Linked DNA regions of Rattus norvegicus: region 2 is linked to region 1. Evidence: chromatin contacts called from public Hi-C data. All regions are on one chromosome and are shown on one strand. The core of a region is the stretch at or near the end of the contact, and the rest is flanking DNA. Distances in the headings are between cores, read along the strand shown.

The links. Hi-C and Micro-C count contacts between places; a contact is called where the count stands out from the background.
Region 2: a contact with region 1 is called in a Hi-C map of liver, with 7 times the contacts expected there. The contact joins two enhancer-like sites. A contact is called at or near these places in 3 of 12 Hi-C or Micro-C datasets (kidney and liver).

What each region holds. Positions count from the first base shown.
Region 1 is chr6:96,198,263-96,202,829 of GRCr8, reverse strand. All of the region lies in intron 2 of Daam1 (dishevelled associated activator of morphogenesis 1), which reads right to left. Among named protein-coding and RNA genes, the nearest start is that of Daam1, 18 kb to the right of the region's middle. Within about 2 kb of position 3,144, at least 30 of the 93 cell types and tissues checked have an H3K27ac peak or open chromatin away from gene starts, as enhancers often do. A contact at or near this core is called in liver, where this site is marked.
Region 2 is chr6:96,232,279-96,236,991 of GRCr8, reverse strand. It overlaps Daam1 (dishevelled associated activator of morphogenesis 1), which reads right to left. Exons shown (of 24, transcript NM_001108030.1): 4 at 3,214-3,285. Among named protein-coding and RNA genes, the nearest start is that of Daam1, 52 kb to the right of the region's middle. Within about 2 kb of position 3,136, at least 6 of the 93 cell types and tissues checked have an H3K27ac peak or open chromatin away from gene starts, as enhancers often do. A contact at or near this core is called in liver, where this site is marked.

The DNA.
Region 1 (4,567 bases), core at 1,895-4,394:
GTACTATTAAGCCTGCACTCTGACAGAGTGTGGACAAAGAAATCTCACTGGCCCTACACTTACCCTTTAGTGTGACCAAGTAGCTCAAGGGAGAAACCCACATAAATCAGAAAACAATCAGCACAGAACACATCAATAAAAGGAAACACACTGATTTGCTAGATAAAGCAAAGGAAGGCATTTTGAAATAATATACAATAAAGGTCTTGAATGAGTAGGAAGATTAGTACTTTATTACAAACTCTGTTTTCCGAGATTTAAAACAAAACAAAACAAAACAAAACAAAACAAAAACCCTTTTTGAGGAGGGCGAGAAAGAGACATGTGGCAGAAAAGACTGGGACACACCAGGCAGTGGAGGTTCGGGAATGCCTTCTAAAGGGGAAAGGAGAAAAAAGAAAAAAAAAAAAAAGAGCTAGTCATGGAGAAGCACCGGGGGACACTAGAACAAAATGGGTACCCCCCTTCTTGTCGCACTTGGCTCCACCAATTCCACCCAATAACAGGAGACAACAACCATGGGGAAATTGGAAACGCCAGACAAGACACACTGTTTTCTGAGATTTTAAGTGACTGAAATGTAAGATTACATATAAGACCTTCAGCCTACTGGAGGTTCTATAGGGTGTGGTAGACCAGTAGTCTATTTCTAATGAGGTCAGCTCACCCACACAGGGACAAAAATGTACAGAGTGACAGAGGTTAGGATGTCATTTGTGCAATACCAGAATTGGGGGTGGAGAGTAAGAAAAACAAGGAAGGAGAACTAAAGCCCTTGGGGTACTCCTGCTCAGTCATTCACCATCACCATTTTGTGTGTTTATTATGTTTGTAGTTTGTTTTGTTGTGTTTTGTTTTGCTTTATAATTATCCTTGACAAGCTAACCTTCCATCTGATTGCATAGACACAGTTCAGAGAACTCTCAAGTCTATGACTCAAACAAGTCTTTACTGTCCTACAAAATTGCCCATGGCAAACAAATCCAATCCCCAGACTCTAGTCACACCCAAGTTCCTACATACTGAGTGGGCTGTAACCTTCTCTGGAGTACCTCAAGGATACACCAGCACCCACAGTGCCCTCTCAGGATGGAACCCTCTTTTCCCATAGTATGCTCTACAATACTGGAGGTCAGAGGCTAGAGGGTCAGAGGTACATGATAACTAGAAAAGACCAGACGAGGAATGTGGATACCAAGGTGTGATCCTCTGATGGGAAAAAAAGTCACTTTTATGGATGTATGGAGGAATAAATATACTATTAAACAGCAGTAACTCATTAAACTTACAAACCTCCACCCCACCGCGACCTGGGGCTGTCATACCCAAGACTCATGGGTTGCTAATATCTCTTAAAACTGATTCAGAATGACCCTGAGAACACTGTTGGGTGGTAGTAGTTGAGAGACTCCTGCTCCTAACCAGTCAGGAAGGCCAGAAAGGAAAAGGTCTATAACACAAAGCTTTCTATCCAGAAAGGCCTGGGCATGTTCACAGGTGGATCCTGAGGGATTCAGCCTATGGCACTTCTGCCAACACCCTAAGTCATACACAGACCGCCACAAGATGACTCGCCATCTCTTAGGTATGTTCTACGTCTGAGAGACAGACACATTTTCATGTGCTACAGACAAACAAGAGAGAAACCCCACAAGCAAAGGCTGACCAACAGAACACCTAGCATTTTGCTACTAATGCTTTACCGACTATTTCCTTTCTTTCCCCTCATGAGCAGACAATACAAACTCTATCCCATTTGCTAGACAAACTCTACAGCTACACCTAGAGTCCTTCATCTTTTGCTATGTGACTAGAAACCCATTGGGGTGACTTCAATTTTTAATTAATCTGATCGGCATCAGCCAGCCAGTCCTCTAAACCAAGTAACTGCTCTAAGCAGCTAAATCGTTTCCCCAGATAGAGTCAGAATTAGACTCTAGTGCAGCTTCAGTTGAGCAAGTATGGAGCACTTCTAAGCCGTGTTTTTCCAACTGAATGGAGAGACTGAGCCAGCCACAGTGACAAACTGTAAGACACCCCAGAGGCCAGTGGGAGGCTGGAGCCAGAGCTCCCTGCAGGTCCCTCCTGCTCATCCCAGTTCTGCTCTTAGGTCCAGGCCCCTCCCACACACTCAAGAGACTTGTTTGGCAGCTCATCTGACACATTTCAGCATTAACTGGGTCAAAAGACAATCCAGCAGAGGCTCTTCCCACAGCATAGTTACTTACTTACTTCACCAAGTAATATGCACTGGAGAAACTTTGTTCTCTGTGTGTGTGTGTGTGTGTGTGTGTGTGTGTGTGTGTGTGTGTGTGTCTGTGTGTGTCTGTGTGTGTGTGTGTCTGTGTGTGTGTGTGTGTGTGTGTGTGTTGTGGGGGAGGGTTCATGTGGACATGTGCACGTGTGCTTGCAGGTGTTCATCAATAAGGTGGAGCTTATTGATCCAGACAGATGGGCCAGCCAACCACTCTGGAGTCCACCGGCCTGCCCGTCCCCAACTCTAGTGCTGGCATTAAAAGCCACACTGCTGCACTGGGCTCTTAGGCTGGTGCTGGACATCTGAACTCGGGACCTCACACTAGAAGACTGAGCTACCCTCCCTAGCCCTTGGTAGGCAGATTTAGGAGTAAAATGACTTCTTAAACCTTCTTTTAATTTGGTCCCTTGCCTGCAGGGCACTCTGACATTACCATAGTAACAGCCAAATGACAAAGATGAATAGAAAAGATGACAGTAGTGGGGGAGGGGATGCAAACACATCAGCCCAAATGTATCATCACTATTCCAAGAAACAGTCGCAGAACAAACCTGTCGCTGGAGTATTCAGCAGTCACGGGTGTGTACACACACACACACACACACACACACACACACACACACACCCCACTACTTAATACACATTTCACATGCTAAGCTTTAACCACCAGGATGCACTCACACAGCATCCAGGCAAGAAGCACACATTGTGCACCCACCCTCTGGACTAGGCACTCCTTCCCGGCCCTGAGACCCCATAGTTAGGACCCTCAGATGCTGGGACATCCGCACCACCCTGCTCTCTGAAAGTGCACAGCTGCGTCTACAGCCCAGGTCTGACGTGAAGCGATAGCCACTGAGGATTAAACTCAAGTTAACTGGCAAGAGAACTGGGAAAGGGCTTTCTGGCTCCTTCTAAATTTGGTAGTTGCCCATCTTTCCAGAAAACAACCCCTATGTTTATTTCGTTGGCTTTCAGTCGCTGCATTGAACTTTGTTCTTGAATTTTGCAATGTGCAGAAGTAAGAAGCTGGCAGCTGTAGAGTGTTTTTAATGAATCCATTTAAAACTGGATAAGAGAAAATATGCAGCTTCTAAAAGGAGGGATATTTTTTTCAGCAAAGAAAATTCCAACTCTTTATCCATGAGCCAGGAAAAGCATAGCTGAAGACAGAGCTGGTCACTGAGCTCCCAGGGTGAGAATCGAGACACGGTTTTGCACGCAGAGGCACTCTGAACAGGAGGTGAGAGGGGAGGGTTGTGGGCGTGGTGTGAGCACATTCACAGGTAATCTAAAGCTGAAGCATGCCCTGCTCATGCTAGGCTAGGGTCATGGTACGGTGAGAACAAGTGGTGGTGCTGACAGCATCAGAATAAATTCTCAGAAGTTGTGTGTACAAACCAACAGATCTTCTAGCCATTGCTACAGCACATAAGGTGCTTTTAAAACACAAGGTGGGGAAATAATTAGAATGCTATACTTTTGTCTATGAGACCGTCAAATAACTTTTTTAAAAAATGAAGTACAAGAAAAAATTTCACTTGAAAGCTTACCCAAAGCCTATAATGACGCACAGAGATCAAACCAGCCCCTTGGCCGTTTAGCCCTTAAAGCTGGGTTAGTGGGGTCAAGTACAGAGCGGGTAGTCAGTACAGAATCTTGGCTATGTAATTTGCACCTGGGAGCCGAAGGACTAACTTTAGTGGTCATGTTTTCAATTATAGCCCGTAGTAAGCAGCTATACACCACTCGCAGTCTCTTTAGGTTTCATATTAGTAGAACTGATCAGAACCGAAGGGATCTAAAGCTATTTTCTCAACAGCATAATTAATTCATAGAGTTACAGTGGTGTTTGCTTGTTGACACTCTCCCTGTAGCCCAAGGCTGACTACAAACTCCATGTACAGCCAACGATGGCCTGCCTCCATTTCCACAGGCCTAGGACAGGTGCCACCCCTCCAGCCACCATTTCAATTAAACAAGAAGATGTTCTCTTTCTATGTCTTTATGTCCTCTCACCCCATCTCTTTCATCTAACATTAGGAAGAATTTAGAGACTGACAGCAACTAGACTGACAACACTGTATCAAACACAAAGGAAAAAATTATCTAAATTTAATAGCTTATTGTAAAATGTCTTATAATGATCTTGGGAAGACAAAATACTCAGGGTTGGAAGGGATAGTCTTTCCCTAAGCTTTGATCAATCAGAAGACTAGAAGGAAACTTACAAAGACATTTTGACCATAGGGAAATTTTTTAAGCAGACAGGTCTAAGCCAAAACAAAGAAATACGTAACATCTACTGGG
Region 2 (4,713 bases), core at 1,887-4,386, 34 kb before region 1:
TTAATTAAATCAGAAGGGCCATGATTATTCCTTAATGTGAAAGCATTAGATTTGGATCTGAGATCACATTTGTGTGACAGAAATAGATGAACTTGCCATCCCAATGATGCCTTCCATTGAAAGCCTCAGCTGTTCAGGCTTTAGAACTTTCCTTTGCAGGCTGGAGAGATGGCTCAGTGGTTAAGAGCACTGACTGCTCTCTCAGAGGTCCTGAGTTCAAATCCCAGCAACCACATGGTGGCTCACAACCATCTGTAATGGGATCTGATGCTCTTCTGTTGTGTCTGAAGACAGCTACAGTGTAGTTGTATATATTAAACAAATAAAGAGAAAAGTTTCCTTTACAACTTACAGCTGCTATGGTGATAAGCCTTTATTTCTAGAGTTAGTCTCTAAATCACACAAGTAGTGCTATGCATATGGGGGTGTGGGTGGAGGTAGGGGAGGGGGGGTATTGTGATAGCCCTCAGTGTCTGCTCACACACAAGCCAGCAAAAGACAAAGTACACACTGGCAAGGGTCTTCCAGGGAAAGCTGTGCACAGACCGGCACAGCCACCTGGACCAGAACCACTTTGGTCTGAAACACTCCCTTGCTGTGAAATGGGCAAGGTGAACGCTGCATCACATCTTCCCCCAAGGCCCCCGTCCTAATGCCAGTTCTCCTCTATCATAGGTTCTTTGACTTTTTAAAAGCTGACAGGTACCTCGGGGTCCTTTAAAGAACAAAGCATTCTTGTTATGAGGCCTACGTAATGTAACATAACATGTTCCCAAAGGCGGTTTCACAGCAAGTGTGGCTGTTCTCAGCCTGGACCGTTTTTATCAGACTCTAGAGGCATTAAAGAAAGCAGATGCTTTCCCTTCCCCAGAACAGTCAGACCACAGTCTCTACAGTGTGTACCTAGGGGACAGGAAGAGTCCCATCCCCCAGCCTCTCATGTACCCCACCGACTTTAAAACCAAGAATGAGAGACTAATTGTGAGGTTATCTTTGGGTTCAGACAGATGGCTTAAACCCCTAATTAGATGACCACTTAATTTAATGACCTTGGGCAAGGTGACTTGCCTCTAGACTCAGATTCTGTGAGTAGCGTGGCAGCACTGCCTGTCATGTGAGGCAGCTCAGTAGTAGCTGCCACTGATGCTGCAGATGACAGATGATGACAATGTGGACAAATGCCTCTTCATGAGTTCCCCAAGCACAGCCAGCGCCCTGCTCCGGAGAAACTACGTACCATCGCTGTCCCCAGGGACAGTGTGTGTGTGTGGGGGGGTTGTGTTTGCTGTGTGCTGTGGGGAAGCCTCTAGCACAGATGGCAGCCAGCACTCGAGGACCAGAGGCAACCAGGATGTTGAGAGAGGACTCAGCAGGGTTTCTGCTGTTCCAGGGCTCCCTCCTTCTTTAAGTAAGCCCTCAGAGTTCTGGGACCTGGCTAACCACGGCCAGCTAATGTTCTGTATCTTTGACCCTAGAAAGATAATGCCTCGGGCCTAATGAAGAAGCATTTCAAAGCTTTGTCAGGTGTCTGACACATGAAGGAAGGCAAAGTCACACAACCTAATAGCTTTGTGATGTCCTGGGGAAGACTTTAGATTAGGAACCAAACCATTAAAGTATAATCCACTCTAGAACACTGCAAACAAAGCTGTCTGGGGAGAGGAGGAAGCAAGGAATTTGAAGAAGGTCCCATGCAGGCATATCGAAAACCCTAAAACTCAAGGCTAAGCCGACCCTAGACACAAAAGTCACTAAAGGACAAATTAATAGAACTTCCCATATCCAATGAAAGGAAAATCCACACTACTTAGTACTTCTCCACTCAGGGCAGGGAATTCATTAACTTAGCGTTTAGACATCAAACAATGCCAACTTAATTACACCCAGAGACAATCTGCCTGACAGCTCCTTTTTTCCAATAATCAGGAAGAACTCACAAACAACCTCTACGTGTAAGAAATGGTGAATGGCTCTAAATTATCATTGCTTGGGTGGATGCACAGAGAAGTCCCTGTCAGTCATCGGAACTCCCCCATTCTGTTAGCTTATCCACACTGACAGCGATGTCACCATTTCCTCACTGCTGGGGCAGCAGTGTATAGAATGGGATTTGGTGGATATGGGATACGGAACGGATTTTCTCTCCTCTTCTCTTTCTCAAGGCAACCCTGTGACTTCTTCTATAATTTGTACAGTCCTGGTCACATCTACTGGACTGTTTATCACTCAAGGTACAACAGCAGAGTAAGAAACAGAGGAAAGAAGAGGAAGATCCTGAAAGTTGAGGCCCTACAAAGCTTAAATAAGAGCTTAAATAAGATAGATCCTGGTCAGTTTTTAACTTTCCCAGTGGGAGCAGAGTAAAAGCCTAGATCACCTTAAAGGTCTTGGAGTAGTAAGACAATTCTCCATGAGGACCTGGGTGTAGGCAGAAAGAGGTAGAACTACTTTCTGTTTGATACTATCAACCTAAAGTTGGATACAACCCATTCTTAAAATCATGAGTATGCCGTGTGAGGCAAAGACCTCAACCTTCAGTTTTCATCAATGGCAACATGATTTAAACTACTAAGGCTCAAAAGCTAATGACTTATTTTCTGTCATTAGTTATGATTAGTAGATGATCTTCCAGCTGCCTGAAGTGCTAACATTTCAGAGGTCAGAATTCAGATACTGAGAGCGCATTTTAACTGACAGCCATAGACCAAAGCTTCCCTGGGGCATCCTGATTATTACATCATTTCATCAAGTCACTTTATGATTCTCCATATGAACCCATGAAATCAAGAGGCCAGGAAGGAACTAAGTTCCCAGAGAGAAGGAGATGGGTGTGAACACAATGAAGGGACAGTTCAGCCACACTACTGTTGGACAATCCTACCGTCCACAGGAGTGTTGCAAAGCTCCCGATATATCAGTCACAGCCAAGGCGAGTTCAACTTGAGTACGAGCCACATTTCAAATGACATTTCCTCTTATAACATTAAAATCAAGCATGCTTTAGTGTGTGTAGATTCTATTTAAAACACTCTAGAAAAGTCACTTCGCTAGGCAACAGTCCAGCTCCTCGTCCCCAACACCTCAAACACTGAGTGTTTGGAATGGAATTGGAAAGGTAACAGCATTCAGAAGGTCTTACTCAATCAAGCTTGTTGTGCAACTGTGTACTCTGCACTCTCTTTTAGACTGTCTCAGAATGTAATTTATACTTACAGCAGCCATGGAATTGAGCTGATCAATGTAGAACTCGGGCCAACTTGTTGCTCCCTTGTTTTCTTCCTGGTCCTACAATAAAGAAAAGAACAAAACAAAGTAAGAAAAAAATAAAAAGGTAATATGTTGCCAGAGGCCCATGCAGGGCAACACAGCTGATGGGATCAGGATGGCGGTCTGCAAAGTCACTAGAATACAGGAGACGCTTTTTTAAAGTATTGGGTCATCTACTTGAGTAGGATGGTCTTCCCAATCCACATAAGGGGGTATGGGGTAAAGACGAGCTAAAGTTTCACATGTGACAAAAAGACACATTCTAGCCACTGAGGGAGGGAGTGTACATGGGAACTGAGTTCACACCAGGGAGTAACGTACTTCCTTTAGGGACATAATGATACTGAGAAGGATGTGACACAGCTATATGTGACCCAAGAGTGAAGGAGGCTGGCCTTAATAGTGACCAGAGGCATGACCATCTGGTGACTAGGTTTTTCCCATCAGTTATTCAGATTCCAGCAGACATTAAACATTGTGAAGTAGGATTTCATTTGATGTGGCTGAAAGTAGGTTATTGACTCTGGATGGAGGTAATCAGAGGACACAGGTCAGTCCCAGGCAGTTCTCCTGCTGAGCTCGCTCAGGAGCTTTGTTAGAGAATAGAGTGTGTCTCTGCTAAAAAGAACTGAAACCCAAAACCACCTCAGCTAGATGTGTCCCACAACCCAGGCTGACCTGGAGCCAAAACAGCTGGGCCATGTGTGGGTGGAGCTCGCTGACATGGCTCAACCTCACCTCCCACAGCACCTGTCAGCTGTAGTCTCTGCTGCACAGACGCACGGCGTGCTTGGTTTCCAGGATCTCTGCTGTGCTGAGAGACACTCACTTACACAGGGCTGTGGGACAGCATTTCAGTAGGTTTCCATCTTTGCACCCCGGGAGCATCCTGATAGAATGGGTTATCCTAGGAGAAGACGCTGCCGGGGTCACACACGGCTGTATGATGCTCAAGGAGTCATTGCTGGCTTCAGTTAGTCTCAGCAGCCCATACATGCACATGCATGCATGCGCGCGCGCGCACACACACACACACACACGTCCTCGGAAGAGTGATTTCTAGGAGGAACTTTTAGTTTTAGGCTTAGACCTTATCTCTAAAAATCCCTCCCTTTCTCCATCTTTCCGTAACCCAGACTGGCCTCAACTATAGAAGCAACTGCAGAGTGACTTGGTTTCCCAGCACTGAGATTATAGCTATGAGCCAGTGTTACGCACACGCCTACCCTGTCTCTAGGCTTCCACTTCCAAGTGGGTCTACTTAGGCATCATAAAAGAAATATAGTTCAAAACTATTTTCAAGTAGTTATAAAAAGAAGGAAAATGGCTGTTTACAGGGCCACCCGAGTGGGCAGCAGGGGACGCAGAGCTGGATGAGGAGGGCCACGGGTACAGCAGTGGCTTTGAAGTGGGGCAGGATTACACTCTTGTGATTTAAAAACATTC